2 separate regions of the Triticum aestivum genome follow, and region 2 is linked to region 1. Evidence: chromatin contacts called from public Hi-C data. All regions are on one chromosome and are shown on one strand. The core of a region is the stretch at or near the end of the contact, and the rest is flanking DNA. Distances in the headings are between cores, read along the strand shown. Region 1 holds the start of LOC123154001. Region 2 holds the start of LOC123154003 (probable receptor-like serine/threonine-protein kinase At5g57670).

Evidence for each region. A called contact is a pair of places that touch in the nucleus more often than the background predicts.
Region 2: a contact with region 1 is called in a Hi-C map of leaf, with 2.4 times the contacts expected there. The contact joins the promoter of LOC123154003 here to the promoter of LOC123154001 in region 1. A contact is called at or near these places in 2 of 5 Hi-C or Micro-C datasets (both in leaf) and 1 of 1 datasets of contacts at active chromatin or transcription factors (leaf).

The regions. Positions count from the first base shown.
Region 1 is chr7A:630,593,334-630,596,684 of IWGSC CS RefSeq v2.1, forward strand. It overlaps LOC123154001, which reads left to right and starts at 1,763. Exons shown (of 2, transcript XM_044572825.1): 1 at 1,763-3,351. The coding sequence starts at 2,494.
Region 2 is chr7A:630,867,290-630,870,442 of IWGSC CS RefSeq v2.1, forward strand. It overlaps LOC123154003 (probable receptor-like serine/threonine-protein kinase At5g57670), which reads right to left and starts at 1,444. Exons shown (of 5, transcript XM_044572827.1): 1 at 812-1,444; 2 at 541-704; 3 at 241-456; 4 at 1-119. The coding sequence starts at 1,280.

The DNA of each region.
Region 1 (3,351 bases), core at 513-3,012:
CAACCGCCTAATGAGTAGTTGGTTGACCTCCGTTATCATGTCCAACTCCTCGATGAACGGATTAATGAAAGAATGAATCAACTTTGGACTTTGGAATATGCCTTCGTGAATAGCTTTTCGTCGTGCTGCCCATATTGCCCACAAGGTAACCGAGAGCTTCACAAGCAGGTCATGTGATAATGATTCCATGAGTGCGAAAAGGCACTGTTTGGCGTTTGGTTCGATGATTGATGCTAGATATTGTGCCAATTCATCATCAACGAATGTCCAGGTGCATCTTGGCATAGTGAAATTGACTGGAGGCGCCTCCATGAATATCTTGTGCTCCGCATAATCCACATGATGGCGAGTCGGTCATATGCCTATGCACAACCCTTTACGGAAAATCCTATTTGACGCTCTCCGCGTCAAGCAGTCGAGCAAACGCAAAGGGGAGTGATCAACTGGGCCGGCCCATCTCCCACTGTAGGCGGCAGTTTCGGTTTTGGGAACCTTCTAGAGTCTCCCAGCCGGGTTTTACCGGTTTGGGGGACCTTCTGGAAGGTTCCCTAAACCGGATTTCATTTTTTTATGTTTATATTTTTCTTTTTTTCTTTTTTCTTCTTTCCTTTTTTCCTTTTCTAGTTTTTTTTCGTTTCCTTTTTTTAGTTTTTTCTCTTTTTCAAGATTTCATGTTTCAAAATTTGTTCGGAAACTTAAAAATTGTTCGTGTTTCCAAATTTTGTTCTCAACCTTTAAAATATGTTCGTCATTTAAGAAATTGTTTGCAAATTCAATTTTTTATTTTTGTTCACAAATTCAAACTTGTTCGTTTTTTCAAATTTTGTTTGCATTCGAAAAATGTTTAGGAATTTTAAAAAGTGTTCCAGCTTTCCAAATTTGTTCACAAATTTATAAAATTTTCATTTTTTCAAATTTTGTTCACAAATTGAAAAAATGTTCGGCAATTCCTTAAATTTGTTTGGGAGTTTGAAAAAATGTTCTCGTTCCAAAATTTGTTCACAAATTTCAAAATATGTTCATATTTACAAGTTTTTTTGGAGTTTCGAAAAATGTTCGTTTTTTCAAATTTTGTTCTGGAGTTTCATAAAAATTCGCGTGCAAAAGTTTTTCGTGTTTCCAAATTTTGTTTTGGAATTTGAAAAGTTGTTCCTGTTCAGTTTTTTGGGTAGTTTAGAAAATGTTTCCGTTCTAAAAAATATGTTCACGTCTCCAAAATTCGTTTGTGTGTTGAAAAATGTTTGAGCTTTCATAAAATTTGTAAAAAAAAAGCTAATAATGTTCGCTTTTGATAAAACATTCACGTTTTTTTTTGAAAAAAAATTGTGTTTAAATTTTTTAAAAACGTTCGGATCGGCGTTTTAGTTTTCTTAAGGTTTTGCAATGCTTGTGATCAAGAAAGCGAGCTATCTCAACTGGTTCGAATCGTATGTTCGGGAGCGGTGGGTCTAGTGTTCGAAACCTGGCATCTCTTCTTTTTTTATTCCAGCGTGATCTACTGTTAGCGAGCCTAGATCGCTCGACTGACGCAGAGAGCGTCAAATAGGAGGAGCTCCCAAGCTCCATGCCCGACACGGCTGCAGGCCGGCTTGTGTTGCTTTTAGGCCTTGTGGGCCGTTTCGGCCTCCTGGGATCTTTTGTCTTTCAAAGATTCAGAAATAGTAGAAAACTAAAACAATTAAAAAAACAGAAAAATCTACCGCGCGGCCCAGCCCAGGCCTGAATCGGCCGCACAGCCAACCCACCGCGGCACGGCACGCTTGCTCCCTGCCGAGACGCACACGCCGCCGGGCGGGACCTCCACGAGCGCGTCACCCCGACGCACCCGCCAAGACCGCCGCGCCGCAGCGAGAAGGGCGGAGGTCGCCAGGGAGAGAGCATCAAAAGGAGGAGAGGGAGGTGGAAGAGGGGCCCTGCCGCCACCGCGGGCATGCCGCCGGCGGCGGCGGCGACATAGGCCGACGTGGGTGAGGGAGCTGAAGGTAAGGCGGCGGGTAATCGTCCCGTGAGTCGCGAGGGCAGCCCACGGGACGGACGGAAAAGTGGCGGCGGATTCCTTGGTTTTCACTGTTTCGTTCCCAAATCAGATTCGACCGGGCAGGGCAGGCATATCCGGTTCTCTCCCGGATTGGATTGGGGTGGGAAGGATCTGCATCAGAACGCGGCCGGAGTAGCCGCCGGAGCTGCCGCAGTCTTGGTCTCTTTGATTCGCAGCTCCGGCCGCCCGTGTGGTTCTAGTCGACTTGCTCTAAAGCTGTGGTATTTGTCTCTGTCCGTCCCCAATGGGAGGTCCAGCTCCAGATTGGTCTGGGCTACCAGCGGACATACTGATCAGCATATTCCAGTTGCTCGAGTGCCCGGACCTCCTCCGATCCGCCGCCGTCTGCACATTCTGGCAAAAGCTCCACGGTCCGCGGCAGCGGTGTCTGCCCCAGTCGGCAGACCCCCTGCTTACTCTATTGTACCGAGGCCGCCGGTGTGAAGGCTCTTGGCATGTACAGTCTCTCCGAACGGAAGGCCTACTCCATGCCTCTCCCTGAACCTCCCATCAGCAACTGGATTGGCTCATCACACGGATGGCTAGTCACCATGGATGAAAAATCTGACCTGATGCTGCTCAACCCTATCACCGGTGACAAGATTGCACTCCCTCCCGTGACAACCATGGAGCATGTCAAACCTGTCCTAAACGGCGATGGGGTTCTTGAAAAGTACGAGGTGTCTTTCTACCACGGAAAGCTTCCGAGGGTGTACAGTACACCATATGGATGTTCTTTGGATAGGTGCGGTGAAGTTGTCTACATAAAGGCGATTTTATCGTCTGATCCATCAACAGGTGAATGCATTGTCATGCTCATCCATCAGCCGTACTGGCAGCTCTCGTTCGCCAAAGTGGGAGATGCTCGGTGGAACTGGCTCCAAATGCATAGTTTCTACGCAGATTGCATATACCATGATGGCTGTTTCTATGCAGTGACTGAAGAAGGCGCGATCGATATGTACAATCTGGATGGACCATCCGTCATCCACAGAAGGATTTTACCAGATATGGTTGACGTGGCCCAGAGGTACTACATTCTTCAGGCACCATGGGGAGATTTTCTCCAAATCTACAAGGAGAGGGACTGGGATCCTGAACAACCGGTTGGTGAGACGTATGCAACCGCTTTCGAAGTGTACAAGGTTGATTTTGTCGAGCAAAAGCGTGTTAAGATGGCAGGGATAGGTGACTGTGCGTTGTTTACTGGGAAACGCACGACATCTTGCTTTAGCGTGAAAGATCATCCAGGCTTGATGTCAAACCATGTATATTATACTCATGATGATCATGAAGATTTATTCGACTGCGAA
Region 2 (3,153 bases), core at 194-2,693, 270 kb after region 1:
AGCGACGCCACGAACACCAGCCGCCGGGCCTGCTCGGCGTCGTAGCCGCCATTGCCGCCGGCGAGGATCCTCGGGTCCAGCAGCGCCTCCGTCTTGCCCTCGCTCAGCAGGGGCCTCGCCTGCACTCGCATTGTTTGGACAAGATTAATTAATTAATTAACGAACGTGCGCTGCCGTGGAACGGAGGCTGGTACAACGGCCTAGGGCCAAAAATGTTTGGTCGGTCGGTTGGGTGCCCACCCAGCCGAGGAGGCTCCTGTGGGTGCCGTCCACCGGCTTGCGGCCGGCCATGAGCTCCAGCAGGAAGACGCCGAAGGCGAACACGTCCGTCTTCTCGTCCACGATGCCGCGCGTGTAGTACTCGGGCGCCAGGCACCCGAAGGTGCCCTCGATCGGCGCGATCGCCCGGTGCGTCCACTCCGTCGGCAGCCACTTGGCCAGCCCGAAGTCGGAGATCTGTTGTTACATGCGTCAGGGCTGCCGGAGCAGAGCGGAGGATCGATCGATCGACGATGGAGATGCCGCGGCTGAGTGACTGACCTGGGGCTGGAAGTCGTCGGTGAGCAGCACGTTGGAGGCCTTGATGTCCCGGTGGATGATCCGCCGCCGGCAGCCCTTGTGCAGGTACTCCAGCCCCCTCGCCGTGCCCACCGCCACGCCGTACCGCGCCTCCCACCCCATCGCCGGCGCCCCCTCCTCGCCGCCTGAGCATGCATTCATTCATCAATCAATCGACCCACGGTTCATTCAAGAAACATTGTTGGCATTAATGGCCGTGGTGCGTGCGGCGTCCGTTACGGGCGTGACGTACCGTGGAGGTTGGCGGAGACGGAGCCGCGGGCGGAGAAGGCGAAGACGAGGTAGAGGTCGCGGTCGACGCAGCATCCCAGGAGCGGGCACACGTTGGGGTGCCGGGCGTGGCCGACGGTGCCGAGCTCCGCCAGGAAGTCCCGCTCCCGGCGCTCGCAGGCGGACGCGCCCAGGAGCCGCTTCACCGCCACGGCCCGCCCGTCCGCCAGCTCGCCGCGGTACACCTCCGACGACCCGCCCCGGCCCACCAGGTTGGCCGCGCGGAAGCCGCCCGTGGCGCGCCGGACCTCCTCGTACGAGAAGCACTCCCACTCGGGCCTCCGCTCCGGCGGCGGCGGCGACGCTGCCTCCGTCTGCGCGCTGGCGTGCTCTACGTCGGGGGGCGCGTGGACGCGCTTCGCGCGGTGCGGCGAGAGGGAGAGCAGCAGCCTCTTGAAGCTGCCGCTGCCACGCAGGTACAGCGGCTTCATCGGTCGGCGGGCCTCTCCGGGGCAATGCGCCAACGCCGTCGTGCGGCTTCTTGGCTGAGCGGCGCGCGGGCGATCGACGAGGGCGAGCTCTGGTCTCGGGTGAAGAGGGATCGGAAGGAAGTGGAGGGAGGCGAAGTGGTGTAGGAAGTGGCTAGGGATCGGGCATTGATGCGTCAGAGTGCTACGTAACGCCGCGCGCGTCGTGGGCACAAGATCGCGACCGGGCGGGGCCGTGGGGCGTTTGGGTCCCGCTCCGGCCCGCGCCCGTACCGTACGTGGACCGGTGGACGCGACCCTCCATGCACCGCGCCGTTGCAGGCAGCCCAGCCACACCACCAGCAGCGGCGGCAGCAGCAGTGACACCTGAGCGTGGCTGTGGAACGAGTCTACCCAGGCCTAGGCGGGCGGGTGAAACGGAACGGGAGGGCAAGGCAGGCAGTTGCTTAGGGAGAAGGGAAGGAAGCGTTGCGTCCGCAGCAGGGGAAGGGAAGGGACTCTGCTTTCTGCTTCCTCTCTCTGTGACTGCCGCCGCGGTAGCTGCCGTTTCGCCACCGGCTCCAGTGCGCAAACGCACGCACGGTACGAGCCGCCAGCTCGTCTTACCGCCGCGACGTCCGCGTTGAGGCCGGCGACAAATGGGCATCCAGCCTCGGCCAAAAGATGGAGTGGAAAACGACGCGGTTGATGTTGAGCGCTTGTGCTAGCTGCATCCCTTTGTCAAAGTGCGTCCTTGTCGATCGCCCGTACGTGCTGCTGCGCCGTCGCAACCAAGAAAAGGTTGGCGCGCGTCTGCATGTCTTTTTTTCGAGTTTTAACTTCTAAGGCAGTTTTTTTAGGCAATTTTTTGGTGTGTGGCTGGACTTCGTTGCCCTGAGCCGCATGCGTGCCTGGGCCGGCCCATCTTGCTCGAGGCAGGACTGACGGTGCCTGGGCCCATGGTTTAAATGGGCCAGCGTCAACCGTTCGCTTGAAAGACTTGAATTTTTTTTTGTGTGTGTGGTATATTTTTTGAATCATGTAGGAGAAAAGTGCACATGCCGTATTACTAAGCGGAAAAAACTATAGTGCAAATATTGAGGAACTGGCAGGTTTTGCTGCCCATATATTAAGGCGGAGAAAATGAAACAAGATGCAAACAGTTACAAGACCAAGGTAAGTGGTGGACATGTACCCCTTGCCTGAAAAAGGAAAAAAAAATATACAATGTAATCCGGTTCAGAACATTTACAATACAGTTTAGAACGACCTTGCGGAACCACAAAACTCTTTGGAAAAAACTTGAAAAGAGGGACCAACAACAACTATAAAGAGGCTAATACAACATATAGGCTACTGAAACGTGCGACAGCTCACTCAAGCGGTCAAGCCAAAAGTAAAAAAAAAAACTACAGCGGCTGATAATAACTCCAATTATAGAAAGAGGGGTTACATGGGTCAAACAACCCAAGCTAGCCATCGCCCATAAGTTAGCATCAGCTTATATCTGATCAAAATATAAGGTACATTCGGTTGACCATATCGTCGAAAAGCCTTTCGTTCCTTTCTCTTCATATGCTCCACGAGACCATGGAATTCTTTTTTTTTTCTCATGTCCTCATGCATCACGCTTAATGCCATATGGCACCAAGTGATCAGGGTTGAGTCAGTGAGAGGGACGACCTCTTGCAATCCAACCTGCTGTAGTGCTTAACTCCAAAGTCAAAATTTCCTTCATATTTATGCGTGGCTAGCCAGGCCAAGGCTCAGGGCTTCACGGCCACTGGCGTGTGGGTCCTCGTGCTGGTGCATGGATTTGCCGGCAATGAGTTTCACTCAGCTGACTGGTACGTGCATACTCTTTTTGCCTGGCAAGTGGGCCTGCTGGATGGCAGCG